6 separate regions of the Mus musculus genome follow, and all the other regions are linked to region 2. Evidence: chromatin contacts called from public Micro-C and promoter capture Hi-C data. All regions are on one chromosome and are shown on one strand. Each heading gives the region's core, a stretch centred on a gene start, on an enhancer-like site or on the middle of the called end of the contact. The rest is flanking DNA. Distances are from core to core; before and after follow the strand shown. Region 1 holds the start of Tax1bp1 (Tax1 (human T cell leukemia virus type I) binding protein 1). Region 2 holds the start of Zfp467 (zinc finger protein 467). Region 3 holds the start of 5730596B20Rik (RIKEN cDNA 5730596B20 gene). Region 4 holds the start of Hoxa10 (homeobox A10). Region 5 holds the start of Evx1os (even skipped homeotic gene 1, opposite strand). Region 6 holds the start of Hoxa5 (homeobox A5).

Region 1 (4,845 bases), core at 1,751-4,250, 4.3 Mb after region 2:
ACTCTGCTCGCTCAGTCCCTGTCTGCTCAGGCCCAAAGATTTATTTATTTATTATTGGACATAAATACACTGTAGCTGTCTTCAGACACACCAGAAGAGGGCGTCAGATCTCATTACGAGTGGTTGTGAGCCACCATGTGGTTGCTGGGATTTGAACTCAGGACCTTCAGAAGAGCAGTCAGTGCTCTTACTGGCTGAGCCATCTCACCAGCCCAGTTTTTCTGATTTCATTAACTGAGTTGACTTACAATTCGGATTTTTTTCTAACTAGTATATATGTATTTTAACTGGTATGTATAACTATCAATGTGAAGGAAAAGGTGCCTTCTATAAAAGCATGCTTATAAACCCCACTCCTTTCTGTGCTCACATTTCTCGAGGATCGCAGTTCTCTTTGAGCTGCAGGATGTGGGTGCTGGGAACAGAACTCCCATCTTCTACAAGAGTGGCAAGCTCTCTTACCTGCTGAGCTTTTCTGAGGTATCCTGGTCAGATGACTGACAGCCCATTGGAAGGGGGTGAGAGAAGTCTTTGTTCTCTCTCTTCCTTCCTTCCTTCCTTCCTTCCTTCCTTCCTTTCTTTCTTTCTTTCTTTCTTTCTTTCTTTCTTTTTTTTTCCTTTGGTTTTTTTTCAAGATAGGGTTTCTCTGTATAGCCCTGGCTGTCCTGGAACTCACTCTGTAGACCAGGCTGGCCTCGAACTCAGAAATCCACCTGCCTCTGCCTCCCAAGTGCTGGGATTAAAGGCGTGTGCCACTACTGCCCGGCAGACGTCTTTGTTCTTTAGCAGAAAGCTTGGACTACACAGTAGTCTTATGATCATTCTACAGTTCAGAATATCATCTCTCTGCTCAAAGTGAGATATTACTCTTATCACATGTAGGCCAGGCTAGCCTAGAGCTCACTGTGTAGCTGAGGATGACTTTAAAATTCTGATCCTTTTGCTCTCTCTCCTCCAGAGTGTTGGGATTAGAGGCATGCACCACCATACCCTGTTTATTCTGGGCAATTCTAGACAATCACTATACCAACTGAGCTATACTCCCAGCCAGCCCCAGATCCCATTCTTTTAAATGGTAATCAAAGGCCTGCAATTTTGAATCCTGGTTTTACAAACTGCTAATTATGTGGAAGAAGTCCATTTTCAAGATTTAAGCCTGCTAATATCTGACCACTGATACTAGGTTGCAGGCTCTAATGCTATGGATTACTTAGATGTTTTCCTAAGACAGCCCAAGCCCCGCCCGCTTCTCTTCGTACAGCTTCGTTGTAAATTCCTGATTACAGTGTTCCTAATAAAGCCCAAGTCTAAAAGATAACAGAATGAGAGCGTAGGGACTCCGCAGGAAGACCCACAGCGTCAACTAACCTGGACCACTGGGACTTCCAGAGACTGAACCACCAACTGAAGAGTGAGCGTGGGACCAGACCTAGGCCCCCTGCATGTGTTTGTCAGACCTGCAGCTTGCTTGGTCTTCATACTGTCCCCCAACAACTGGAGTAGGGGCTGTCTCCAAATTTGTTGCCTGTCTGTGAATCCAGTTCCCCTAACTGGGCTGCCTTGTCTGGCCTCAGTGAGAGAGTAAGCGTCCAGTCCTATAGTGACTGATGTGTGTGTGTGTGGGGGGGTAAGGGGTGGTGGGATACCCAGGGGGGTTCCCCTTTCTCAGAGAAGAAGGAGAGGGGATGAGGGGTGGAGCTGCAGAGGGGACTGGGAGGAGATGTAATATTGGAATGTAAAGTGAATAAATCAATTAGTTAAAAAAGTAACAGGATGTCTTCACCCTGGAGCAGTAGAATGCCTTAACTCACAGCCAGCCATGAGAGCAATCATGGGGTCTTGAGTAATCTCAGTAAGGAGGTTCTGTATGAAGTTAAAAACTAAAACCCTGCCCTGCATTTTGGTAGCTGTGTCTCCTGACCAACAGAATGCCCCTTTGTGGTTAAATGCCCTGAGATGTCTGTCTGTTCATCTCTCTCTCACTCTCTCTTTCTCTCTCTCCAGGGCATTTTCCCCTATAGTTGCACTAAAATGAAGTGTCTGAAACGCAAAAGATCTCAATTTCATTATATTATTATAGACATTGTGGTTTTGTGACCTGCTTTCCCTTGTGGTTGTTTTCTAGAGCAGCACAGGAAGAAATACCTCAAAAGGAAGACTTGGTTGATCGTGATATGGAAGTGAAAATAATTTAAATTTCTAAAATTACTTTTGCCTTATATAGCTTACCTTTCTCTGTTAAATGTGCAGTTTGAATTGGAACTTCATGGAAGCAAGTGTATTTTATTCAAATCCATCATATCTTGTGTTGGAATATTACTTATCTCATGAATACACTACCGTCTTAATCATAAATATTTCTTTAAAACCCACAATGCCGAACTTAACTTTTGCTTCAACAGCCTATGTCTCTCAACAGTAATTTTTCCTTTTGGAGGACCAGAATGAAGAGATCCCTATTTAAACAAACAAACAAGCAAACACACAGACACCCAACTTAAAAAATTTCAATATATAAGAAACAAATGAATCAGCAAATATTAAGAACCTGTCTTATGGAGGCCAATGTGGACTTGAATTGTGTGGAAAATGAAAGAACTTGAAATTAGAGTTTTGTATATTATTGTTCTGTTTAATGTTATGCTTTCTTCGCTGGTGATACGGTAAATGTCATTAGTTTCATAGCAACACGGGAATATGATGGTTCAATTCGTGATAGCTATGACAGTTCTTGGGGCTTCTGTATATATTGAAACATGTATTAGCTTAGACTGATATTTAAGACCCAGGTCACCTGGCCTCTGAGCGATCCTTCCCATTTCGCTGGTAAGTCAGTTAATTTGTTTCAAACGGACTGTGTTTTGAGGTGACTACATCACTGACCAAAAGCCACAGAGGAAAAAGCTGTCAGGGAAACCACTAAAGGACTCTTTACAGCTAGCGAGTGGGGCGTGTCGCCGCAGAGCATGCGCAGCAGCAGAGGCGGAAGCGAGCCTCCCTGGGGCGGAAGTGACGCACCGCCGGCTCTCCGCTTAGAGAAGGTGTAGCCGGTCTACGCTGAGAGGCAGTGGTGGTGGCCGCGGAGGTTCGGGGCGCGGCGTAGCGTGCGGGGCGGAGGCCCTGACCGGTAAGGTTTGCGGACGGGCCGCGTGCTTTCGAGGTAACCGGCGCTCGCGCTCCGTCTCGGCCCTGGAACCCGGGCCTGGCGAGTTTTGGGAACGGTCTCCGTGGTGACGAAGCTCTCTTTCCCAAGGACGAGCTTCCCCCGGGCCGCGATTGTGACGTGTTTTGGGCTTGGGGTGACCGTAGAGTGGGAAGCGTGGCGGGAGCGGGCGTGCTAGGCCGCGGCTGGCCCCGGCTGGCCCCGGCGTCTAACAAGCCAGGGACGGGTGGCGGGCGCGCTAGGCCGCGGCGAGCCGGGGAGGACCCGTTGGGTTGTTTTGGTTTGAGTCTCCGCTGGAGGAAGAGGCGGGGACTCCCTGTGTCGCCTGGTTTGGCTGTTTACCTGGCTTGGCTTGATCTCCGGCTTCTCCTGGGCTGAGAGATTAGTTGAGTCTTGCTGTTTGGAAAGCAGCCCTCCCCCTCTGGTGCCCAAGAGAAGGCTTTAAGAAATCTTGGGGAGGATCGCTTCGCTCTGTGGTCGTCTGGACTTGATTTCACGACTCCGCCTCCCTCGCTCCACCCACTGCTGACTCTCCCCGGTGTTTTGGACCCGGCGGAAGGTGCAAGACGTGTTCTGGCTAGCGCTCATCGCCCGAAAACTGTACTGTTAGAACGTAGCTGGGGTGTTCGCTTGTATTTCCCTGTTGAGAAATATGAAGTACAATTTGTTCCTGAAAGTTTTGTTGGAAAACGTTGTGGCGTTTGACTATGATAGATTTCCGGCTTTATCGTTATGTTGGTATGTTAGACATTTTAATGCTAAGTATCTGCCAAGTATGCTGCTTTTTGCCAAGTGGTAAAAATTCATGATTAGGACACGAACAAATATAATTAAAATTTTAGTGTTCAATCCCAAAACATTCGAAAATGGTTATTTGAATAACATTCCTTAAAAGTGGGTTGATTAAGTGGGTTTGTGATCTCCAGGTTACCCTCTAGGTGTGGAGAAGAAGCTGAGGCCAAGGACTCGCCTCCATTCTATTCTTCTCAGGGGTAAATTGGATTTCTGTATGTCCCTTTCGAATGTTAGGCAAACGCCCTGAACTTATCTTAGATTTCTGCAAGAATATATTTGACTATGCTAGGAATGACTGGTTAACCTCCTCCCCCTCGTCTTTGTTATTTGTTAAATTTCAAATACAGTTGTATTGTATTATTTGTTTTCAAGTTATTACATTAGCTGCATACCATTTGCTCTTAGAATCACAGTCGTGTATGTGAAATGTATGTGAAATGTAACCATTGAGTACCTTTTCTAGGACAAAAATAACATCTTGGAATTATAAATTGTAACCTTTAAAGGATGCTGTTTTTAAAAAAATTTAGACTTATGCGTATGAGTGTTTTGCTTGCATTTTATGCCTGGTTATATCTGACTTAAGTCAGAAGAGGATGTCAGATCTCCTGGAACTAGAGTGATAGATGGTGTGAACCACCATGTAGGTGCTGTGAACCCAACTTAGGTCCTCTGTAAGAGCAGTAAGTGCTCTTAATTACTGAGTCAGCGCTCCATCCCCTAGGATGCTAAGTTGGTTTTTAAAAAAAGATTTATTTATTTTATTTTAATACACACACACTGTAGCTGTACAGATGGTTGTGAGCCTTCATGGGGTTGTTGGGTATTGAATTTAGGACCTCTGCTCGCTCCGGCCCAAACATTTATTTATTATTATAAATAAGTAC
Region 2 (4,445 bases), core at 376-2,875:
CCTCCCTTGCGCGCACCCGTCGGGTCAACCCCCAGGGGCCCCCTTCGAGTCGGCCCTCAGCAGCTACGGCCTCTCCCGACCCTCCTCTACCAGCAGTCTTGGGCAGCGCTCCCCTCCCCCTTCCTCCTGTGCCCGCCCGCCTAGTTCTCCGCACGCCACCCCCTCCCCAGGCTGCACACTCCCTCCCTTCCTTCCCCCTCCTCTTTTCCTTCCTCCCCCCCCCCACTCCCGCCCTCCCCTTCTCAGCTGCTCTCCCCCATCCGCTTGCCCCTCCCCTCTCCTCCCCCACTCGGGTTTCTTTTCCTTCTTTCCTCTCCTCAGTTCCCTCCCCCTCCCCCACACCAGCCTCCCCTCTGCTTCCCTCCCTCCCGCTGCTCTCCTTCCCCCCTCAGCGGCCCCCGCCTCCCTTCCCCCTCTGCCTACCCTGCAAGCTCCGGCTCCGCTTCTCTCCCCTCCCGGTCCCCAGCCTTGTTCTTCCCCTCCCCCTCCTAGTCCGCTCCCTAGCTTCCAGGTCTCACGCCCCCCATCTTGGGGGGGGGAATCCAAGCTAACCCCACATTCTCTGGACCTACTCCCTCGTTCTGCCCCTCCCCATACCCCTTTCTTCCCAACACACCTCCCTCTCAGCAGCCCCCTTGCCCATTTCTGCTCCCCACTGACTTCACGCCCTCTCCGGAGTTTTCCTTCTGACTAGACTCCCCCCAATCCCCGCCCCTGTTAGAGCTCCGGAGTCACTCCGGGTCCCGGCCCCCTGCCCTGCTCTAGGCTCACCTGTCAGCGTCCTTCGCTCCCGACCAGCCCCATCCCTGAGCCCGTTTCCTGCCCTTTCGCACTGGACCCTTCCTCTATCCCGAGGAACCCTACTCCCGCTCCTGGGGATCCTCCCCGCAGGCCCCTCCCGCCCTCTTCCCACCTGCTCCCACCGGGCCTCCCCGAGTCCTTGCCCTCCCCTCCAGTTTCCTAGTCTCCCCATCTGCGCCAGGACCCTCCCTCCTGACTCCCTTCCCTCCTGGTCTGACCCCCCCCCTCCCCCACACTCGCGTCTGCGCGCCCCTTCCCTCGGGGTTGTCACCTGCCGTGGGTCGGCAGGGCTTGTAAAGCTCCGTTTGGGTGGCGGGGGAGACGCCTGCCCGGGAGTCTCGGGTGTCCTTACCTGGCGGGCTCCTGCGGCTACGTGCCGCGGCCCGCTTCGGGGACCCAGGCGCTCGGGCCTCCGGTCCCGGGCGGCCGTTTGCACAATGGCGCCGGCTGCCTGCAGCTTGGGTGCGGGCTGCCCGAAAGACTCCGGGACTGACAGCCCTGAAACTTCGCGGGGAGGGGAAGGAAAGACGCGGAGGGAGAGGGTGTGGGGCAGCGTTGCGGGTGATCGGGGGGAGGAACCCGGGAAGCGGGAACACTGCTCCGGGGCACAGGCTAAAGCGGAGGGTCTTCGAGAGACCTGCCGCGGGAGGGTGCACTAATGGGCTTGGGTGCAGGTGACGGTCTGAGGGCAAGATGCCCGGAGTGTGGAGATGGAAAGTGGGAGCTTAGGACCGAGGAAGGGCAGAGGGGAGAGGAAGGAGAAGAAGAGGCTAGAAGGAAGGGCACTCGGGCTAGAAGGGAGGGTGCTCACAGCCTAGGAGGGAGGAGCTGGAGAAAGGTGGAGCGCGGAACGGGGTGGTGGTGGTAGTAGTGAAGAGTTGGGGGGAGTAGGGAGAGGAGGGGGCGTGTTTGGGGAGGAGAGCAATGTGTGTATGGCTGTCTTTAAAATCGCCAGTGGCAGCCGAGTAAGTGGTAGCGCCGCGGTCCCGCGGGAGACTGTCTGGCCAGCAGAGATTGGGAGAATCGGTCAAAAAACTCTCCACCAGGATCCACCCAGACCGGAGGACGCGATCCAAGTCTCACCGCGGAGACTGAGGATTAAGAACCAATCTAAGAGGGCAGAGAGAGGGCTCTCAAAGTAGAAAATGGGGAAAAAGGAACCAAGTCCCCGACTGAGACCGCTGGACAGGCATGGAAACTGCAGGGGGTGAGGTGGGGCGGGGCTGGGCGGGGGCGGGGGAGTGTTGTCCGTGGGTAAGAAAACCTCCTGGCGTTAGGTGTGGATCTCTCCCCAGACTTCCACCATTTCTGCTCATGGGTGCAGGTACTCCTAAGCCATCCCCCTCTGCTCTTCAGACACCCTCACCCAGCCCTGGAATTAAAATCTAGGCTGGATATTCCATGCCCTGTGATTTTTCTTCAAACTCCCATGGGCTCCCATTTCCGCCTGCCTGCCCCTGTAGGGAAAAGGGCAGATCCAAGTTACATTTCTCCCCAGTCCAAGCTTCCCTTGTCAGCCAAGTTGCAGAACAGAGCTGCTGGGAGAGAGTCTGGGAAGAGGAGGCCATTAAATGGCCCTCTTGGATAGGACACGGTCCCTGACAATGGCACCCTGACACAAGGATAGTGACACCTGTGGAATCAGGGCAGTGACCCAAGGCTAGCCTTATAAGATGGAGCAGGGATGTCCTCAACATTTACAGATAGTTAGAGTGAAATCTGGAGCAATGGAGACCGACCTGAAGGATCAGGAGGTCCTGTGACTCAAGATGCAAAAGGCTCTTTTAATAACTGGCTGCTTCACTGAGTAAAGATGGCTAGGAGCAGAGTTTGTGTCCCTCTCTGTGTGCAAGAATGGGCTTTGAGAACTGCAGTCCACGTATGTAGGATATGCAGGAACAGTGGCCAGGTGAGAATGTTAGAGAAGTTAGAAGGACACTGTGCCCAGAATAGATGCTGACCCTTCCCCAGGACTGCTCAACTCCCAGGCACCAACCCTAGATATCTGGAAGCAACTGGGGAAACTCATACTGGCCCTATTTTGGTCCCAGGCCCAATAGTAGGCCCAGAGGAAGGAACCCCCAGGCCAGGTGGGGTGCACCAGGTGGGGTGACCATGCAGGATGCCCAGTGGGACCTCATTTCATTATGAAATAGAAGGATTCAGAGTTTCCGGTCCAGCCGCATTCCAGCCCAGTGGCCTTGGAGGCCTACTGGTGACCAGGATGTAACCAGGATTTGCCTGTGGAGCCTGCAGCTGCCTCCTCTAAACCAGACGGATGCTGGGATTATTCTATCCGGCTTAACACTGCTCCATCCAGGGGCAGGGGGAACAAGCTCCCCCCGCCCCCGCTCTTATTCCACCCTTCTCTCCTTCCCATCTTCCTGGATCCTTTCAGTGTTTGAATGCTTTGGGGCCCTCAGAAAAACCACAGGTGACCAAATGGCCCCAACCACCTCATACAGATACCCTCAAAAGACTGACTTCACTGAGCGAAGGGTTTACGGTTCCATATTGTCTCCACATAACTTGGGTGTTTTCTCTTCCTGTGCACCTGAGCTGAGGGGACAGGGAGAGGAAAGAGCATAGAGAGAACACCATAATAAAGGCAATGGCTTATTTCATGTGTTTTGCCTATATATATGGGTGGTTATGAGCTAAAAGTTTGGTTGCTGAGAACCAAATCTGGGAGTATCAAGTGTTCTAAAACACTGAGCCACCTTCTCTCTAGCCCTGCAGTTTTTGGAGGGTGGAGAGACCCTCCCACACCTGAAGTTTCAAAAAGCTTATTGAGGCCCATCTGTGCAGCCTTGGAAAGTCCCTGAAGTTTTTACTGGTAAGGAAACAAACGCCCAGAAAGGGAAGGTGTCTTGACCACACTCATATATTAGTTTGTGGTAGTGCTTGACAGTGTAGAAAAGCCAGGGGCTCAAAGTGTCCAGCTGTGGTCCCCTCACACACCCACACTCCTGGATGGGTGGGATGGGGCCTGTTTCCAGGGAGAATTGGCCTGTGAAGGGATGCTGGAGGTAGGTCCAATCTGGTTTTGAACAGCTGGTACCCAGGGGCTGGGATAAAATCTACCCTTATGAAGAGCCTTGGACAGACTGACCTCCAGGTTAATTCAGACCTCATTGTGGGACAGTGCTATCCTCTCTGGTCTCCTCCAGCAGCATTGCCCAAGTCCAAGCATCAGGTCCTCCCAAAGGCGACCTGTGGTGGAGCACTATGCTGCCTCTTGCCCTTCTCTTTGGGATGCTATGGACTCAGGCTAATGGGTAAGCAGCTCCCAGGGATAAGATCCTCCTGCCTGTCTATACCCAGGCTCCCTCTGGGATGCCAGGATTTTCTTTTAGCCCTTTTCTATCAACCCTTAATCTTTCCCTTCTTTCAAGTACTTCTCCCAGCAGCCCTTGGGGCCTCGGATTCATAGTACAAAACTTCTCGGTGACAAAATGGACAATGCTGGTATCTGTGCTCTCCTGTCCCTGGACAGGCATTGGTGTGAGCAGATAGAGACTGTCCATGTGGAAGAGGAAGTAACGCCTCGTCAGGAGGACCTCGTACCCTGCACCAGTTTGTACCATTATAGCCGCCTAGGCTGGCAGCTGGACCTGTCCTGGAGTGGCCGTGTGGGGCTCACC
Region 3 (4,585 bases), core at 319-2,818, 3.7 Mb after region 2:
CACTCCACCATTCAACGCTGAGAGCGGCCGGTAGTGGCCCCGCTTACCTTAACTTCTGACGGCCGCCGCGGGCTCGGGCTCAGGCTGCGGCCCCGGGTCCCCTCGGCGCGGGATGCCACCGACCCTCAGCATCCGCCGAGCCGGCGTGCGGGCGGGCGTGCGGGCGTGCGGGCGTGCGGGCGTGCGGGCGGGAGACCCCAAGGCCGGGACTCGGCGGAGAGCCGGACCGCTGGCTGCTCCGGCGGCTGGCCCCCGGCGGACTGGGGCGGCTGGACCCCCTCCCCTCCCCTCCCCTCCCCCACGCCCGCCCCCGCCCTACCCGCGGCCGCGGCCCCAGATAAGCGCTGGCGCGGCCGGGCTCCGCGGGGCTAGTGGCACCGACTTGGGTATGTTTCTTATGAATACTGCGCCGAGCAGGGGTCGGTCGGGGGGTGCGGTAAGGGGTGCCGGGGCGGGCGGGAGGGGAGAGCAGAGCGGCTAGGGAAGCGCCGGCGTGGGGGGATGGGGCTGAGGCGAGGGGAGGAACAGGAGCAGAGCGAGCTCCGCGGCAGCGGGAGGAGGGCGGCCTCCCCCACCCCACGCCCTCCCTCTCCTTCCTAGGCGTCACTAAAGTCCAGGAAAATTATGCTAATGAGGACAAACGGCTTTCACAAAGGGGCTCTCTTGTGGGGTTCTATTTTTTAAGAATCTGTCTGAGAAACCACGCAATTCCCTGCCATGGACATTTTCATGGGGTGGGGGGTGGGGAAAGAAGAGAAGAAGAAATGAGTTGCCCTGACTTTGGGCAGTTTTCTTCACCTGCCGCTCCCAATACAGACACCCTAAAGCCAGTCCCTGTGGTGTAGGGCCTATTTCCAGACACCTCCCAAATGCAATTCAACTGCCTTTGGTTAAATTTCTAGGCTTAACGGAAGGAAGTATCCCAGGGAGATGGACAACTGTCCCTACAGTAAAATGAACCTTTGTGGGCTCAGGCACACACAAAGATATTCAGAAACTTAAGTCTCCACCTCTTGTGTACCCATTGCACAGTACCGGCGGGCACGGAAGCAGGTAGTCCATGAGGAAGATAGCTAAGGAACCAACACAAATGGACATCCGGGATATTTCACCCTCTAATTAGTTGAATGGCCTTCCTTTTGCTTGGTTGAGGAAAAGCCTACATTTGCTTGGTAATATGCCACAACGTTAAAGAGGATGGGGTCGTTCCCAATGCCCCGTTCAGCTTCCCAGCTTCAGAAACAAACTCCTCCAAAGCACGGGGGGGGGGGGGGGCGGAGAAGAGAGAAAAGGAGCTTTCGTGCAATTCCGAGGCGTCAACGAGGGTCCCTCTCAAAGGAAGGTGTTAAAAATATAAGTAGTATGTTTAAACTGTCAGGGAGCCAAAGTGTCACCTTAGAGCAAAAACAAAGCCAGGGGGGAAAGGGAGAAATCAAAAAAGCACTCCGGGCCAGGGTGGCCTCATGCATACCAATGGTTTTTGTCATTTATGGCTGGGCAAGATTTATGACTCGGCTCCCCAAAGCTGTAAACAGAGCACAAAACAGCAAACACTTGCTCCTTATGGCAGATTGCAGCGGCGCAACTTGAAAGGGAAGAGCCCGGGACGTGTAGGAGGTGAGAGCCGGCCGCAAAATCCGCTCGGCCGCTTTTTCTCTTCAAACCCTCAGGGTCGGATGTGGCATTTGAAGAAAGAAGGCGTGGGTCAATAATCAACCCGCACTTTCTCCTCCAAACTGCTGACGCGACTCTCACCGCCTTCTCAGCTAAGCCAGCTGCAGGGAAGGCCGTGAGAACCAGACCTAGGAGTGGACTGTCTGAGCCAAGGGGGCTGAGAGCGTTGGAGCAAAGGGCTAGGGCGTATGCAACGCATACCTTTCTTGCACCACCAAATCAAGCAGCCCGAGTGCCAAGACCAGGCCGGACCGAAGGAAGTGCAGGAGCCGCGGGAGAGCTCAGCTCCGTGCGCCCTCGACTAGCACCTAGGTGGCTCTGGGCGGTGGGTCCCAGCCGGCAAAATAGAGCTCTGATTTCAATAAGCGGGTCTGGCGTCCTGGCACATAGATTGCGGGTACCCGCGGCTCATCTGAAATCCAAAAGGCTGGCTTTGAAGCAAGCATAGGCGAGATTGTTAAAATTAATAATTTATAATAGCAAGGTTTTGTTGGCTTGTTACTGGGTTGTGATCGAAGATTCGCTGCTATTTGATATCCATTTCTAGAAATTGCTCACTGCCGCTTTCCAGGCGAATCCCGCAGTTCCACAGCCTCTCCCAAACCACCAAGCTTTTCTTTGCTCAGCATCCGTGGGCTTCCCCATCTTTTCTAAGTCCCGTGATTTCCAGAGTGACCAGAAGAAGCGTTTTCTAAGGCACAGAAGAGTACTTGTAGCAACGGGGTGCCTGATGGAACCTTTCTGCCATTCAAGGGGTGTCCTGCCCATCTCTGAGGGGGCTCACCGCTCCAAGACTCTCTGTGCAAGCCAGGGAGGAAGGTGAGGAGTAACTTTTGGCAAGAAGTATCGTTAAAATCCAAAGATGGGGAGGGAAGGTATTGAGGAAATATGCTGGCCTATGAAGATGAGGATGGAACTTTGAGAGTCCAGGGGACCAGTCTTTCTAATAGCTAATCGTTTGGCCATAACCTGGGTGGCTTTAGCTCTTTCCTGGGAGGGGAGAGAAAAAGCCAACTGTGCTCTATGAAAGCAGTTATTGGCTTCTTACTGTGCATGCTTTTTATACAGAACCAGGCTGGAGAGTCTGTTGTTAGATATTTATTCTCTTGTCGGCACTGAAGCCACAATAAAAAGATGCCTCTAACAAACCTTTACTCCATTTCTCCTTCTTTCTAGTGAAACTATATTATTTATGAGTCTTTAACTGGGTCAAAAATGCACCAGAACTGGGTCATAAATCATATGAAATGCTGACAAGTAATTGAACAGCAATTAAAGCTTACATTTTATTTCCAAGGGGTGTTTTAGAGCACTCAAACAGCCTCAGTTAAGCACAGTTACCACCGAGGTCTGCACGAGGGAGGGCAGAATCCACCCTGCCTGGGGAAGTAAATCTCACTCAAGTCGGAGAAGCCTGGTTTGAATTTTTTAAATAAAGGAATATGAATATTTTTTTTTAACTAAAGAAGGCAAATTTGATTCCTAACTCCTCACAGGGATCTCTTTATCTGCTTCAAGGAGCAAAGTAAAGACTAATTTCTTTCACCTTTCCAAAGACTTTCACTCTTCCCAGGAGCAGAAGGTCCCCAAAGCCCAATTAGCCCCAGCCTGGCCAATATTTTGGAGCGGAGCAGTTTAACTAATCTCCCTCCATACAGGCAATAGCTCCCTTTCAGGGGATATAAAGCCAGAGAAATGTTGTCTCTGCTTGCTAAGGACTACAGCTACAGAATTCCCTCCAATCTTGGGCACATAGGCCAGTTCTTTAACTCTCCAGGCTGGCTTAGGGTGTACAGAAAGCACCCAACCCAAAAACACTGGTGGGAGCTCAAACTAAGCCCCAGACCCCCTTCTGCAAATCACACCGACCAGACCTCCGGGCAGCTGGCATGCTCCCCAGCACCCCAGGCTTCTCTCTCTCCATCCCTCCCAGGCAGCTATTGCTCTGGAAACAATGGCATGCCCTCCAGGTTGGACTCACTGGGTCCGGCATTGGGAACTCTGCCTCCCCCCCCCCCCAACCCAGCACTGAACAAAGTGGCTGGAAGCATCATCAGTAAAATGGCAGTGTGTCTGCACATTCTCCTCATTGATTTTCCTCTTACATTTGCTCAGGCTGCTCAGGTCAGCCCTAACCCTTCACCCTGCTCAGCAAACACTGGCCAAATGGAGAGAGACCCCCTTTCTCAGCTACTGGCCCACACCTTTGTCATAAGGTCTGGCCCTTCTAGCTTCTTGCTGGCCACCTCTCCTAACCAGAGCTTCCAGCCACCTCTGCTGCCTGAGAGAACCCTACCTCCGTCTGGAGCTTAGCTCCTGGGACTTCAGCCCTTCAGGTTGCAGTGGGACAAAGCAACCCCAAAACTAGAGACTACTAGGCCCATCTTGTAGCCCCCAAGTGCCCTCTTCTTTACATCCCACAATACTTTCCAGGGAATTAAACTCAGAGTCTGAGGAGCTACTGGGAATCTTTCAAATGCTTTCAGTTCTAAAACAGAAACAAAGGAAGACAGAGGGAGGGTGAGGGTCCTGTGCATGATCCAGGGTCTCCTTGCCTGACCTCTGTCTCCCACAGCCATAACTCACCCTAGGTATGAACAATCAGAGGAAATACCTTAAAATAAATCCCATCCTCCTGGTGTGGCCGAGAGTCCCATCGGCTAGCTTGCCCAGAACTGCTCCATGAGAACTGAAAACTGCAAACCGCTGGAAGAGCACTCGCTCGCTCCGGAGAAGGGGAAGGAGATGGAGAAGGAGGAGGTGGGTGCGTGGGGGGTTGGGGGGGGAAGCTTTCGCTCTAAAAAGAACCTAGAAATGTAATCGCCAACGAAGCCTGCCTGGGTCTCCGCTCCCAATACCACAATAATGTGCAGCATCGTGTGCTCACGTGGTCAGACGTCAACTTAAATCC
Region 4 (4,817 bases), core at 2,280-4,779, 3.8 Mb after region 2:
TTTTCTTTTCTGCACCTACAGGTTTGACCCTTTTATGCATGTAACTTCACAGTATAAAGGAAATCCAAACAATATCTCCCTTCTCTCATTTTTATTTCTGCTTGCCCCAGCCCACCTAGGCTTCCATGAATTTCAGAAAGCCTACAAAATAAAAAACAAAAACAAAAACAAAAAGTGAATTAAAGCAAAAAAAAAAAAACAACCTCCATTAAATAGGGAGAATTGTGGTGTGCTTTTCTTGTGTTACCAATTGGTAACAGTTTTAATGACGAAAATCCACCAGTTCCACATGTATAAACAAACCTGCATTATTTGTTAACAGCAGGGATATGGAAACTCAAAGGTGAATGAAGGATTTTAGCCAGGCAAGCAAGACCTTAGGCAAACGGGAAGAGAGGTTTCCTTCTCTTGCCCATTTTAATTTTCATTTAAAGCTGGGAGATCTTACAAAAGAAGGAAAAATTAATCTTACTGATTATTTCTTTTTCACTTTTTCAACCAGCCAGGTCAAGCCCTTTAGCTAACCTGAATGTCCATGCTTCCATACTCTGCTCTTGGCCAAGGAAGAAAAGAAGAAAGAAAAGAGAAACCAGGCCTGGACTCCCTGATTAAACACAGCCCAGCACTCCAGGCTGGCGAACCCGGTGGCGGCTCCTTGCACCATTGACCTCAGGCCAGACACCTCAGCGCCGACAATGGGACCTAAGGCTTCCGGCTAAGTTTACCCAGGGCTGGGCAGGAAACCAGATCCGTGGAGGAGTACTGGGGCCCTTTCCTAGCAGTGGGTCCCAGAGGCAGCAAACCCAGCCCATTCAGGACTTGACACTGAGAAAGATCTCAACCTCTATAGAATTTTAGCGATATGGCTTTTTCCCCCAGAAAACAAGCAAACAAACACCAAGCAAACAGACAAAGAAACAAACAAACAAAAAAAGCCAGAACAAACCAGCCCTGCACAGACGAAACGGCCTGGGAGATGGCGAGTGTGGGAGGGAGAAAGGGGCTCCGGCACAGGTGTGAGTTCTGGGGCAGAGGCTGGAGGCAGAGGATGGGTCCAGGCGCTCAGGAAGCGAAAAGACGTTGTCTGGAAGTTTCATCAGGAAAAATTAAAGTTGGCTGTGAGCTCCCGGATTCGGTTTTCTCGGTTCATTTTCTTCAGTTTCATCCTGCGATTCTGAAACCAGATTTTCACTTGTCTGTCCGTGAGGTGGACGCTACGGCTGATCTCTAGGCGCCGCTCTCGAGTAAGGTACATGTTGAATAGAAACTCCTTCTCCAGCTCCAGCGTCTGGTGCTTCGTGTAAGGGCAGCGTTTCTTCCGGCCGCTCTTTGCTGTGAGCCAGTTGGCTGCATTTTCGCCTTTGGAACTGCCTGGAGTTTAAGAGAATACAGAGGGGAAGGTTAAGTCGAGGCCACTCGGGCTGTATGAGGGGGGTGAATTCCGGGTCTTTCCCATTTAGTGGGATGCCCGAAGTCATAGAGAGAGGGTTATGCCCTCCCTCCTTTTGCAAGAAATCCCTCCAAAAAGGCATGACAAAATCGGCCTCAAATCCACACCCGGTCCTCCCAATTTACATTTTCCTCTACTTTTTTCCAGGCACCTGTTTTAGCACCACGCCGCGGGGCGCTGAGAGAATGAAAGGCCGGAGGAGGCGAGGCCGTACATCTTGAACTTAACGCCTTTCTCTGCCTCTCACCCAGGGGCAGGGAAGCATTTCCTGCCGGCCCCCAAGCTGGGGTAAGGGAATGCTTCTTTGGACGAGAGGCTGGCAGCTCCACTGGCTTACCCTAGCCTCCTAGATCGCCCCAGGCTAGAGGAGAAGGGCATAGTTGGGCCAATGGGGAAGTTCCAAAAACCCGATTCTGGGGTCAAGGGCTTGGGTTTGGCTCCTGTCCCTCCAAGTAACCGGAGTGTGAAGCTGGGCAGCACCAGATTCCAGGAGAAGGGGAATGGCCATTCCTAGGTTTTCAGCTCTGGGCCCAAGCGTTCCGGCCGAATTTGTCTTTTCTTTTTTCTTACAACCAGGACTCCCGCCCCTCCAGAAACTTTGAAAAACGCATGGGGGATCGTAAACTCGAACTTCGCCGGTTAATGGGCTTATTTATTGGCTCTGGCGGCTGCTTATTTTGGATGCCTTACAAACATCCGTGCTATCTGCAAGCGAGCCACTTTTCCTCCCTGCCCCTCCCCCCCGCGTGGGCCGCGCTGAGCAGGCTGGGCTAAGGACCAGGGCTTGGGGGTACTCAGGGCCACGAGAAAGTGCAAGCACGGGAGGAGGGCTGCTCGCTGGTGTTCTCATCCCCCAAGTCTGGGTGAGCAGGGGCCAGAGCTGAGGACGTCTTGGTGTGGGGCCCTAAGCCGGACGTGGATTTTTACAGCATCCCCACGCCCAAATATTAAAAACAAGTTCAGAAGGTCAGCCTGCCGTCAGTTTGGGCCAAGGCCTACGGCTGCCGCGCGGGCTTCTGGTCCTCTGCTCCTTCCTTGTGGGTCTGTCTGTCTGTCTGTCTGCCCGTCTGACTTGAGCCCTCGGTTGAGCTCTGCTTACCCAGGGAGTCCTTCTCCGGCGAAGCTTTACTGTTTTCTGAAGGGGCTGGAGACAGCTCCTCAGCCGCCGAGGATGACGCGTGTGCCTCCTCGTCGCCCTGCGAGCCGCCGCCACCGGTGCAAACCAGAGTGGGTGGTGGCGTGGAGTCTAGGACTCGCTCCTTCCCGGCTGCCTCGGTCGAGCCAGAGGCCAGTGCGGGCGGCGGGTCGAAACCGCGCCCCGGGGGCTGCGCAGGAAAGGGACTAGCGAGCTGCTGCGTGCCGCCGCCGCCACTGCCGAAGCCCTTGGCCGTGCCGTAGGCCTGCGACAGGCGGAAGTAGCCGGGTACTGGCACTCCGCTGGAGGCGCCCAGGGCGCAGCCGTCGGGCGGCGGGCCCCGCGGGAAAGGGGCCAGATCAGCGGCGGCCGAGCCCTTGGGGCATTTGTCCGCAGCATCGTAGAGGCAGTAGGAGCTCTCTTCTTTGATGTTCTGCGCAAAAGAACACGAAGTGGCCTGTGGCTGGGGTTGAGGTGGCTGCGGCGGGGGCGGCGGCGGCTGCTGCTGCTGCTGCTGGGGTTGTGGCTGCGGTGGCGGCGGCCCGTCGGGCGGCTCCATCCGGCAGGAGCGGGGCGCGTCCAGCCACAGGTCTAGGGGCGCGGGCGCGTAGCCATGCGTCCCAGGACCCAGGCCCCCGCTGCCACCACCGCCACCGCCTCCGGGCGACGGCGCTTCATTACGCTTGCTGCCCAGCGCGGGGAAGAGCCCGCAGCTTTGCAGCCCGTAGGGCAGGTCGCTGGCAGGCGGCAGGTAGACCCCACCGTGGGCGTAGTAGCCACCTCCACCGCCCCCCGCGCTACCGCCACCAACACCAGCCTCGCCTCTGCCTGAGCTGATGAGCGAGTCGACCAAAAAGGAGTTCGCGGCAGGGCTCTCCGAGCATGACATTGTTGTGGGATAATTTGGCGAAGGGAGCAGATAGCCCTTTCTGGCTGACATTTCTTGTGCAAAACATGCTGAATACGATTAGCAATCCCCCCCGCACCGCGGCGGGCGCTTGCAGCCAATCCCGAGCCAGAGTTTCCACGCGACCACTCCCAGTTTGGTTTCGTAGGCGCGGGGCCGCTCTCTGAGGGCGCCCTCGGAGCCCGCGATTGATATAAATATGTAATCTGTATTGATGGGCCAGAAGACGCACGCCTGACACCTATGGCTCAAAGGCCGGAACTGTGGGGGCTGCCTCAAAGTGGAGGTTGGGGGACCTGGCTCTTGAACCTGTACCCCCCCCCCCCCCATGCAAGGGACTATTTGGAAGCACCCTTGGGCTCTGCGCTGTTAACAAGTGGAGTGTTTATGATGTGCACCCCAGCCAACCTTGGGTGCTCCCATGTCTGCTATGGAGTGGCCATGAGTCCCCGTCGCCTTGATCATTTAAACGGGCCCTGTAGCAGGCTAGCTATCCTATACATTTCTGGGCCTGGAGCTGGCCTCAATTCTTAAGTTTGGCTTCCCAAAGTGGCTGGTAAAAAAGTCATACTAAGGCTGTCAAGATCTTTGGACGGTCCAGAACCTACAGTAAACCAGTACGGCCTCAAACATCTCACAAAGAATGAATATTGTCCGAAATCCATCGGCCGATGATCAATGCCTGGATCCTCTGTCCTCACTGTCTTACACCATCCTCTGGTCAGTGAAGGTTTTTCTCCTTCACTGTGATCAATCGGTTCATGCTCTCTACTCCTGTCATCCAACCTTGCACAGCTGCCTTAGTGAGGTGAAAAATCAATAGACTGGCAAGAGCCCACCACCACCACCACCACCACTCCCGACCTCCCAAACCACAGTTCAGAGGCAAACGCATACTCCCCATCCTCTACCTTTAGAGGACTAGAATGCTGGCTTTGGGTCTCTGGCCTTTCTGTGCTGGCAGAACTGGAAGGAAAACCTTGGGAGAATGTGTCTAGCAAATACCTCCGCCACACTGCTTTCTCTCTCGCTCTCCTTTGAGCCTAAACATTCCTTGGCTCCAGGAGGTTCTGACCAAACCTGTCTGTACCCCACTCTACCCCCAAAGACATGGCGAGGGCAGTCCTTTTCCCAGCCATTTTTGTCGTATACTGTGCACATTTTAACAAGGTGGTGATGAGGAAGTCCATTCCCTAGGAGGCTGAGCTGGGTTTGGGCCCTATTATAAGAGACTCTAGAGCCCAGGGTGCTACCTTTGGGCAATTGAAAATGGTCAGCCTACGGCATGCTAGCCCCCAAATGTGGACCTTATATCAAACTTAGGA
Region 5 (4,309 bases), core at 1,264-3,763, 3.9 Mb after region 2:
CCAGAATTCCACAGGTCCAGACCTTCACCTCCTCAGAGGATTAGCCTAGTCCCTTCACCCCGCCTACTGCCTGTTTTTGTTTTTTGTTTTTGTTTTTTGTTTTCCCCATGACATTTCAACAACTTTCTCTCCTACCTCTAGCTTTGGACACAGAAAATCTCTTTTGGGTAGAGCCCAGGAGAGGACCCTGCAAGCTCAAACCCTGCTGATACTCTTTGCCACACAATCTACCCACAGCTGCCCTAAAACCATCAGAGAAGGCCAGCACCTTCTACCTGGGCTCCTTCCGTACTACCAGAGCAGGGGGCCGGATTGCCAGCTCCTTTTCATTAGAACACGCCGTTTGTGGCAGAATTCGTTGACTCTGTAGAAATACCTAAAATACAGACAGAAAAAGAAAGGCCAATCTTAGACCCTTTCCCTAACCGACATACCTGAAATAGCCCGGAGATAAGCCAAACCAAAAGATGTTTTCTTCTATGAAGAGCCAATCCAAATTCAAATCAGGCCATCTAGATAGAGATAATTAACAACAACAACTCATTGAACACTTCGAATTTTAGCCAGGTGATCTGGGTGGGGAGAGATTTTTCTTCTTCTTCTAAAATCGAGGAACACTGTGTTAGCACACAAGGCCGGTTCTCAAAGGGGAAAACGATATCTTTTGGCTGTTAGGGGATGAAAATAAAGTTTGGTTCTTAGGAGGGAGACAGATGGGGTTGGGGAGATGAGGGAGGAACGGGTACTTTAGGCTCAAGCTCCCCAGACAACTGAGGTGGAGGGTACCTTTTCAGTAGCTGGTTAAAAAAAAAAAAAAAAAAAAAAAGACAAGCGGTTGTATTAATACTCAGAAAACCTGGGTTTGTAAACAGCTTCCAAAGAGTAGCTATGGATTCTTTCATTAGTATTAGATCTAGACACCAGGTTAAGAAAACAGAAGTCAAAACAACAATAAAATAAAATTTCAAAAGCATTTTTCAATTACCAAGTCCTGTTGCCCCTGTGGAACTCGCTGCGCGCCTTAAGCGCTCCCTTTTCTGTGTGCGGAATTCCATTTGCATCCTCTGTGTCTGGGTGTCTCCCTTTCCCAGTGTGTGTGTCTCTCTGTTTTCACACTCTCCTCCCCATTCGAGCGAGGCCCACACCTGGCGCATCACTGCCGAGCCATTAGCTGCGGGTCTCCTTTCATCTTCACTGTGGCAGACGTTTCTATTTATCCACTTGCGTTCGCCGAGTGGCGTCACCAGCGGTACTGTAATGACGATTGCAGCAGGAGGATGACAGCTTAGAAAGAAGAGGGCAATGGGGCTTCCTCCCAGAGGCGGTGCGGCACAGAGGAGCGCTCGCATCACAAGGTGACCCTAGCTCCCCACTGCCATCTCCGCGGTCGCCGTCGACACGGCGCTGGGGCTACCCGGCGCCTGCCTTGTCGCCTTAGCTCCTCTTCTCAGCCAAGATCCCAGGGAGCCTGGGATTAGGAGCTTACTTGGGGGTTTTCCCCCTCCCCCCCTCTGGAGAGTCCGGGGATGGAGAGCCGAAAGGACATGGTTATGTTTCTGGATGGGGGTCAGCTTGGCACTCTGGTTGGTAAGAGGGTCTCTAATTTGTCCGAAGCCGTGAGCAGCCCGCTGCCTGAACCGCCAGAGAAGATGGTGCCCCACGGTTGCCTGAGCCCGCGAGCCGGCCCTCCGACTTCCCGGGAGCGTGGCGGGGGAGGCCAGGAGGAGGAGCCGGTCGATGGACTAGCAGGCAGTGCTGCAGGGCTGGGCGCCGAGCCACGGTCTGCTGGAGCGGCCATGCTTGGCCCGGGACCCCCAGTCCCCTCCGCGGACAGCCTCTCTGGCCAAGGGCAACCTAGTAGCTCAGACACCGAATCGGATTTCTATGAAGAAATCGAGGTGAGCTGCACCCCAGACTGCGCCACCGGGAACGCCGAGTACCAGCACAGCAAAGGTAGCCACCTTGCCCCTCCGCTCCCCGGTCCGCCCACTCCACCCACAGTTCCCTTCATCTCAGGCCAGGTGCAAGATGCTCCTTTCCCTTGGGGCAGGATGGCTGGGGGTTGGGTGAGTGGGGCGGGGGCACCTGAACAACTCTTTTGCTCTCTGCACCTTAGTGTGTGTGAGGGCTCTCGTGTTATCCCATTAGAGTGACAGTTGTGCCTGGACGAATGTCAGCGTTGGCACAAGTCTTGACTTGAGGGGTCCAAAACGCACCCCAACCTCCCAACCCCCGAGTTTTGTGGGAATGATTCAGCTAAGACGGAAAGACACATCCGTCGGGTAGGGCAAGATCAAACGGTTGTCCGGGCAGTTTGACTGGAGGGGAGCAAGGCACAAGGAGGCGCGGAAGCCCGGAGAATATAAAGGACCGTAAAATCGTGGCGGACTCTGGTCTCCGGAGGGCTGCAGCCCTCCGACCAGTTTGCACGTCGGTCAGAGGTCCAAATTACCTTGTCACTTCCCGGGCTGGCGGCGCCAGGTCGGAAATGGTCCCAATGGTCTAATTGCCTTTGGTCTCCGGTTGCATTTGAAAAGGCGGGGATTGGGCCCTCCCCCTCCCTCTTTCCCTCAGTCTCACTTCTCCACCCAAAGGAAAAGCAGCTGCAGGGGGGCTGGAGCCCCACCCTCCTCTGGGGTGGGTCTAAGGGGTTGGTACTTTAATTACACTGCTCCTTCTCACCAGGGGCTAATGGGAGTGGGGGTGGATAGCTCAGAAGGGAGTCTCTCTATACCAACAATATCCACTCCTAGGAATGAAAGACTGGAAGCCCATCAGCAGACACACCTCCACAAAACCATGGGAATGGGTGGGAAAGGCTTGCCTCTACCTCTAGGCCTAGGCAGCCAACACCACCTTGTTAAGTATCCACCTCCATCTCCTATCATCTTATCATCTATCTAACCCAGCTTCTCTACCATACCATGTCCTCACAACCCATACTCAAAATATACCACTCCTGCAATAGGTGCAACCCAACACACATCCCCACACCTGGTACTGGCATACTGGTGCACACACACACAAGATCGAGGAAGCTCACTGTATGTCCAACAAGCTACAATACATTAACCTCAAGAATTCAGTGTTCCGGCACATCCTTACCCATCCCTACCAACACAAGCAGAGAGTTCAGGGGATATGCCCTTTGCTGCACCCAGGGGCAAGCGGAAGGGAAGCCTTTAGACCCAGTATGCCTTAGGTCCAGGTCTTCCAAACAGCCACTTTAAGCCTGCCCCAAACCTTTTCTGTGTCAAGACCTCTCCGGTGAAGCTTCCAGAGCCCCAGCAGAATCAGTGACTGAGGAAGCTAAGGGGTTCTCCTTCTAATGCCCCTCCTCCAGCCTGAAGTCAGCATTTGTTTGTGTATTTGTGTTGTGTCTCTGTATGTGCACCTGTGTGCTCTGGGCTCCTGTGCAGCGCCAGGCTCCGATGCTCTGGGTAGCAGTCCTACCAGTGGCAGCGAGGCCCCCAAGAGTAACGGTGGCAGCGGCGGCAGCGGCTCTCAAGGCACCCTGGCCTGCAGCGCCAGTGACCAGATGCGCCGATACCGCACGGCCTTTACCCGGGAGCAGATTGCAAGGCTGGAGAAAGAGTTCTACAGGGAGAACTACGTTTCAAGACCGCGGAGATGCGAACTGGCAGCAGCCTTAAACCTTCCTGAAACTACCATCAAGGTAGGCTGGGCTAGGATCCTCGAGGTGGCTATGTACCTAGGTTAGTAGGAAGGAGATGTCAACGGTCTACTGCAGCTGAATCGTCTGGGCCTGGACTCTCCAATCTGGTACACTCAGAATTTCCCTCTGACAGTCCATAGTCAGCCACTGCTGCCAAGATTCCCGTCCTTTTCCTAGGCAAACAGACTACGGAGACAGGTGACTGCAAGTGACAGTGTCCCCAAAGAACAGGGAGCCCTAAATCTATGGGAAAATGTCTTTTGCCTCCCCAGATCCATTGAGGCAGGCCTTCCTCTTAGTACCCTCACTCCAGCTTGTGATGCTAAGCCCGGTGGGCAGGCTGAGCGGCTGCCCAGTCCTGCTCCCGAGGGTTTCCATCTGGGTTGGTGGCCTGCCCTTGTCAGCTGGAGTTGCTTTTGACTCTCCCCCCACTCCCCAGCCCCCCTCACTGCGAGCATGGCCCTCGCACCCCACCCACCCCCAGCCATGGGCCTGGGCCTGGCGCAGCCCTCCAAGGCGCTCCTCTTCCTCTCCTCAGGTGTGGTTTCAGAACCGGCGCATGAAGGACAAGCGTCAGCGGCTGGCCATGACGTGGCCGCACCCGGCCGACCCTGCCTTCTACACCTACATGAT
Region 6 (4,572 bases), core at 120-2,619, 3.8 Mb after region 2:
CGAGCTAGCCGCCTTCTGTTCCAGTGTACGCTTGGGGCGCCCGATTTCTTTTTCTTCCCTTTCCTTCGCTTTCCCTCTTGCCCTCAAACTTCAGAATCCCGCCTGCCCTCGCCTGGCTTATTCCCCCCAAGCCCCTTTTAGGGGGCTCTAATTAGTAACGCTGTTTCCCCAGCGTAGCCCTTCCCATAAATTATCTCCCCTGACAAGCCCGATTCACGGCCCTTACTGCCATCCCTACCCCTGCATGCCCTACTCCGCTGGCCTGACCCTGAAGAGAGTTCCGAGGCACTGGGGTTCCAGACGGAATTTCTTCCTCTTTCAACATTTAAACTTACTCGGCCACCCCATTTTCCTCCCTCCCCTCTCCCCAGTATCTGTGAATGCAGATCGCTGCTGCAGTAATTGGGAGGAAGTAAAGAGAAAGGCAGGGAAAAGGGAGCCGCAGGGAGAGGCTCTGCGGGCTGGAGAGAGGCGAGACTAGGAGAGAGACGGGAGAGAGGCTGCAGAGAACAGAGAGTGACCAAGACCCGCGCCCCCACGGACGCGTGGATCAGAAAACGGCTGGCTTTACCGTGACTAATGTGCAGCTTGCGCATCCAGGGGTAGATCTGGGGCTGAGCGGGCGGCGCCGGGCTCGGCTCGCTCTGGGCGCCCGCCTGCTCGCTGCTGGCAGGGGCGTCCTCCTCGGCTGCGGACGCCGTGCCAACCCCCTCTCTGCTGCTGATGTGGGTGCTGCCGGCGTTGGCCGAGGCGCCGCTGGAGTTGCCCAGGGAGTTTTTCCCGCCGTGGTGGCTGTCGCTGCCGGGCGAGGGGGCCACCGCTGAGCAGGGCAGCGGGTCGGGCGGTGGCGAGTGCGTGGACGTGGCCGGCTGGCTGTACCTGGGCTCGGCGGGCGCCGCACTGGCCCCAGCCGCGTAGCTGCGGGCGCGCTCGCCGGAGCCAAAGTGGCCGGAACCCGAACGGCCGACGCTGAGATCCATGCCATTGTAGCCGTAGCCGTACCTGCCGGAGTGCATGCTCGCCGAGTCCCTGAATTGTTCGCTCACGGAACTATGATCTCCATAATTATGCAACTGGTAGTCCGGGCCATTTGGATAGCGACCGCAAAATGAGTTTACAAAATAAGAGCTCATTTGTTTTTTGATATGTGTGCTTGATTTGTGGCTCGCGGTCGTTTGTGCGTCTATAGCACCCTTGCACAATTTATGATGAATTATGGAAATGACTGGGACATGTACTCGGTTCCCTCCTACGTAGGCACCCAAATATGGGGTACGACTTCGAATCACGTGCTTTTGTTGTCCAGTCGTAAATCCTGCCTGATGACCTCTAGAGGTAAACTCGTGCACTAATGGGGGAGTTGGGTGGAGGCAAGAGGGGTGGCGCGCGCGCCCTGGGCGCGTCCCCGCCACCCGTTGCCGCCGTTCAGTCGGACTCGAGCGCCACCCGCTGGAGACTGGGCGCATCGCTTCGCTTCCGACCTCGGGCTTCAAGGGCCGGGGTCGAATTGAGGTTACAGCCCATTATGGCAAAATTATTGCATTTCCCTCGCAGTTCCATTAGGATGTACCAATTGTGAGGCCGTCAGCTGCCGATCGCACGCCCGGCGAGGATACAGAGGATTCGGGGGAGGTGGTGACTTAGAATTATTTACAACAACTTTATTTCCCCGGCTTTGTATCCCCTCTTATTTTTGTGTAGAGGTTGGGGTCGGTTTGCCAGCCCGGCCGGCAGCTGTGAATTTTGAAAACACAGATATCACCTTCGAGGAAGGGAAGACGATTTAGCCAATTGAAGAAATAAATCCTGCCCACAGCAGCAGCCACAATTACGGCTCTGTTTTTGTGAACGCATGAAGGACAGTGCCCCTGCCGCTCTTAAACCACAGGCGTCTATTAAAGACAGCTTTTGTGTAGTGTTTCTCCGAGGCGAGGTCAAATTCCATACACTCGTATAACCAGAATCATTTTTTTCCTCCGTGCAAATATGTTTTTCGTGCCATTAGTTTGCTATCTGATTTGTTTATTTATCCAGCCTGGAAGATCTTCATCCCTGGTCCGGTTCCTCTGATCAGCCCGGCCCCAGGTAGCAGGGTTCTTGGTGAACCCAGAGATTGGGCCCTGATACCCAAACGGCCTCCGAGGCTGCTTGGAAGCTGGGATCGGTGGGTAGAGCTATTGGGATCTCGCTTAGACCACTGGGAATAAATTGCGGGAACTAATGGAATCATTTCGTGGCTGTGTCTAGTATCACCGTAGTTATTTTCCTGGGCTCCGAAAGACGAAAGTAAATCACAAATGTAGCTGAGAAGAGAGCAGACTCTCTCTACTAGAGGCCTGGCATCTCAGGCGTCCCTGGCACGTTTGGAAGCCAGGACTCTTGCGGCTCTCATGGTCTTGGGCCCCCTCTTTGGGTCCTGAAAGCTGCGAGGTGGATTGCGTCCGAGCTGTATGAGGCTGAGAGTGGAAATCGGGAGCTGGGAGCCTGCGGGAGCCTAGTCGCTCCCAAGCTGTAAACCCAGGTTGGCTTGCCTCGGCTGAGGCTGCTACTCTCCCACTGACGGTTACGCGCCGATAGAGAGATTTGGTTCTGTCGGGGAAGGGGGGTGTTCCTCTTTGTTCCTCAGGCTTCTTGATTAGGGGCATCCTGAGAGGCCGGGACAGGGCTGGGGCCCAGCTCGTAGACCCTTTCTTTTCAGTAGCCAGAGCCGATTTGGCGATGCCCTTTAGAATTTGATGGCGAGGGACCAAGGCGGAAAAGCCCAGGCACCAAACAGGGCACTGCCTGGGGCTCCTTCTTCCCCCACAACCCCGCGTCTGTGGCTCACAGAGCGCAGAGGCGCTAACACAGCAGCAGGGCCAATTCTGGGTGCATCGCGGGCCTCGCAAGCTGGCTTGGGCAGCCTTGGGGAGAAAACCTGTGTGTTTGTGTGTACAGTGCGTCTGTCCCACAGCTGACGTTGGGTGTGTGGGGTTTTGTTTGTTTGTTTTCTGTAATAAGTAAATGCGTAGCCGCTTGCAAAGGTTTGGACGCTTTTCCCTAAGCTGCGGGAGAAGCAGGCTGGAATAAAACTTGGGGAGCAGACAAGGGCACCAGGGGGCAAAGCCAATAGAGGTTACAACGCTGGCCTGGTCCCTGCACTGGAGTCTACTCGCCCGCTTTGGCCTCAGAGTCTTCCCCGCTGGCCTGCGTGGAGTTGATGAGTTTATTTTCCTTTTTCCACTTCATGCGCCGATTCTGGAACCAGATCTTGATCTGGCGCTCGGTGAGGCAAAGCGCGTTAGCGATCTCGATGCGGCGCCGCCGAGTCAGGTAGCGGTTGAAGTGGAATTCCTTCTCAAGCTCCAGTGTCTGGTAGCGCGTGTAGGTCTGGCGGCCTCTGCGCCCGTGACTCCCATACACGGCACCTGTGGGCAGAAATGAGGTGCGAATAAGCGAGGCAAAACCTACCCAGCCCCGTGTGCCTCCCAGCCATTAGTCTCTAAACTGGAAATTACTCTGCTTCACTCCAGCTTCTCACATCACAACCGAGAGAAAGAAAGAAAGAAAGAAAAAAGCCGGCTGGATGGCAAGAATTATTTCATAACCAAGCAAGATGTTTTTCACCTAAAAACGATTTGAGTGGGAAGTTATTGATTTTGACAAATGTGGTTTGTAAGAGAACCATTAGACTTGAAGAAATAGCATGGCCATTCTTAATTTGAGGGGCCAAAGTCACTGTTTCGAGGGAGTGTAGCAATTATTTGTCTGTGGGTGCAGTGGGGATTCTGGGAGCAGTATGGAAATTGAATGCTTACATTGTGTCTGTGAAAGACGCTATCCAGGCTCCTCAGATCTCAATGTACTTTTGGAAAGTTAAATATGGCCAGTCTTCTCAAATCTTTGCATATTGTTAGCAAGTTATGTGATCCACCTGAAAACACTCCACTGGGGAGAGTTTAAGCTCTAAAGCGACTGTAAGTTGCAAACTTCCCCTTAGGCTCTGTCCCTGCTCCAAAGGGTAAGGGGAGTCTCTGTGTGAGATCGTTGAAAACCTGGGCCAAAGAGAGGGTGCTGTGAGTGAGGTGGTGATGGACTGGCAGTGAGGACTGTGTTGGGCTGTCTGGGTGCCAGAGGTACCCAAGGGTGAGACAACTCACTCCCCAAGCCAGGTGTGAGGTTCAGGCAGGGTCTCAGGAGAAGACAGAAGTTGACTAAGAGTTGAAAGTTAAGTAGAAGATAAAAGAGGGAGGCAGGGAGGAGGGAGGGAGAAAGAGAGAGAGAGAATATGAATATTCTGAGAAGGTGGCCCTCCAAAGCTTTGGTGGAGACACAGAAAGAGGTCAAATGTGGAAATGAGGGCCTCTGCATCTGTCTGCCTGGGCTTCTGGACTTCCAAAGGGCAGAAGAGAGAGGATTGGGGTAGGAACCTGGAGGAGTTTGCCTATGCTACCTTCTGGAGGCCCTCTCTGCTTGGAAACCTGAGGGGGTGGTACCAGGGTGCAACTGGGCAGGCTTTCTCATCTCAACCAGTTTCTCTCTCTCTCTCTCTCTCTCTCTCTCTCTCTCTCTCTTGTTGTCCCTTAAGTTACA

What was found. Promoter capture Hi-C pulls out the DNA fragments that hold promoters and counts their contacts. A called contact is a pair of places that touch in the nucleus more often than the background predicts.
Region 1: a contact with region 2 is called in a promoter capture Hi-C map of cranial neural crest. The contact joins the promoter of Tax1bp1 here to the promoter of Zfp467 in region 2. A contact is called at or near these places in 2 of 39 promoter capture datasets (cranial neural crest and liver).
Region 3: a contact with region 2 is called in a promoter capture Hi-C map of embryonic stem cells. The contact joins the promoter of 5730596B20Rik here to the promoter of Zfp467 in region 2. A contact is called at or near these places in 2 of 39 promoter capture datasets (both in embryonic stem cells) and 4 of 484 Hi-C or Micro-C datasets (all in embryonic stem cells).
Region 4: a Micro-C map of embryonic stem cells shows a contact between it and region 2, with 7 times the contacts expected there. The contact joins the promoter of Hoxa10 here to the promoter of Zfp467 in region 2. A contact is called at or near these places in 2 of 39 promoter capture datasets (both in embryonic stem cells) and 3 of 484 Hi-C or Micro-C datasets (all in embryonic stem cells).
Region 5: a promoter capture Hi-C map of embryonic stem cells shows a contact between it and region 2. The contact joins the promoter of Evx1os here to the promoter of Zfp467 in region 2. A contact is called at or near these places in 1 of 39 promoter capture datasets (embryonic stem cells) and 4 of 484 Hi-C or Micro-C datasets (all in embryonic stem cells).
Region 6: a promoter capture Hi-C map of embryonic stem cells shows a contact between it and region 2, with 5 read pairs. The contact joins the promoter of Hoxa5 here to the promoter of Zfp467 in region 2. A contact is called at or near these places in 2 of 39 promoter capture datasets (both in embryonic stem cells) and 1 of 484 Hi-C or Micro-C datasets (embryonic stem cells).

Annotation. Positions count from the first base shown.
Region 1 is chr6:52,710,729-52,715,573 of GRCm38.p6, forward strand. Tax1bp1 (Tax1 (human T cell leukemia virus type I) binding protein 1) reads left to right here and starts at 3,001. Exons shown (of 18, transcript NM_025816.3): 1 at 3,001-3,127.
Region 2 is chr6:48,444,200-48,448,644 of GRCm38.p6, forward strand. Zfp467 (zinc finger protein 467) reads right to left here and starts at 1,626. Exons shown (of 5, transcript NM_020589.2): 1 at 1,154-1,626. It overlaps Sspo (SCO-spondin), which reads left to right and starts at 3,975. Exons shown (of 103, transcript NM_173428.4): 1 at 3,975-4,079; 2 at 4,298-4,445. The coding sequence starts at 4,030.
Region 3 is chr6:52,175,587-52,180,171 of GRCm38.p6, forward strand. It overlaps 5730596B20Rik (RIKEN cDNA 5730596B20 gene), which reads left to right and starts at 1,569. Exons shown (of 1, transcript NR_163848.1): 1 at 1,569-4,585. The region is part of intron 3 of Hoxa3 (homeobox A3); the gene reads right to left. All of the region lies in intron 1 of LOC115490409 (a long non-coding RNA gene), which reads left to right.
Region 4 is chr6:52,231,410-52,236,226 of GRCm38.p6, forward strand. Hoxa10 (homeobox A10) reads right to left here and starts at 3,530. Exons shown (of 2, transcript NM_008263.3): 1 at 2,550-3,530; 2 at 1-1,371. The coding sequence starts at 3,525. The coding sequence ends at 1,097. It overlaps Gm52902 (a long non-coding RNA gene), which reads left to right. Exons shown (of 2, transcript XR_003956434.1): 2 at 503-1,242.
Region 5 is chr6:52,312,319-52,316,627 of GRCm38.p6, forward strand. Evx1os (even skipped homeotic gene 1, opposite strand) reads right to left here and starts at 2,514. Exons shown (of 4, transcript NR_038163.1): 1 at 2,453-2,514; 2 at 986-1,252; 3 at 435-512. It overlaps Evx1 (even-skipped homeobox 1), which reads left to right and starts at 1,180. Exons shown (of 3, transcript NM_007966.4): 1 at 1,180-1,953; 2 at 3,420-3,676; 3 at 4,215-4,309. The coding sequence starts at 1,527.
Region 6 is chr6:52,203,218-52,207,789 of GRCm38.p6, forward strand. Hoxa5 (homeobox A5) reads right to left here and starts at 1,370. Exons shown (of 2, transcript NM_010453.5): 1 at 572-1,370. The coding sequence starts at 1,133. The region is part of intron 1 of Hoxa3 (homeobox A3); the gene reads right to left. It overlaps Hoxa6 (homeobox A6), which reads right to left. Exons shown (of 2, transcript NM_010454.3): 2 at 1,641-3,407. The coding sequence ends at 3,148. The region is part of intron 1 of Hoxaas3 (Hoxa cluster antisense RNA 3); the gene reads left to right.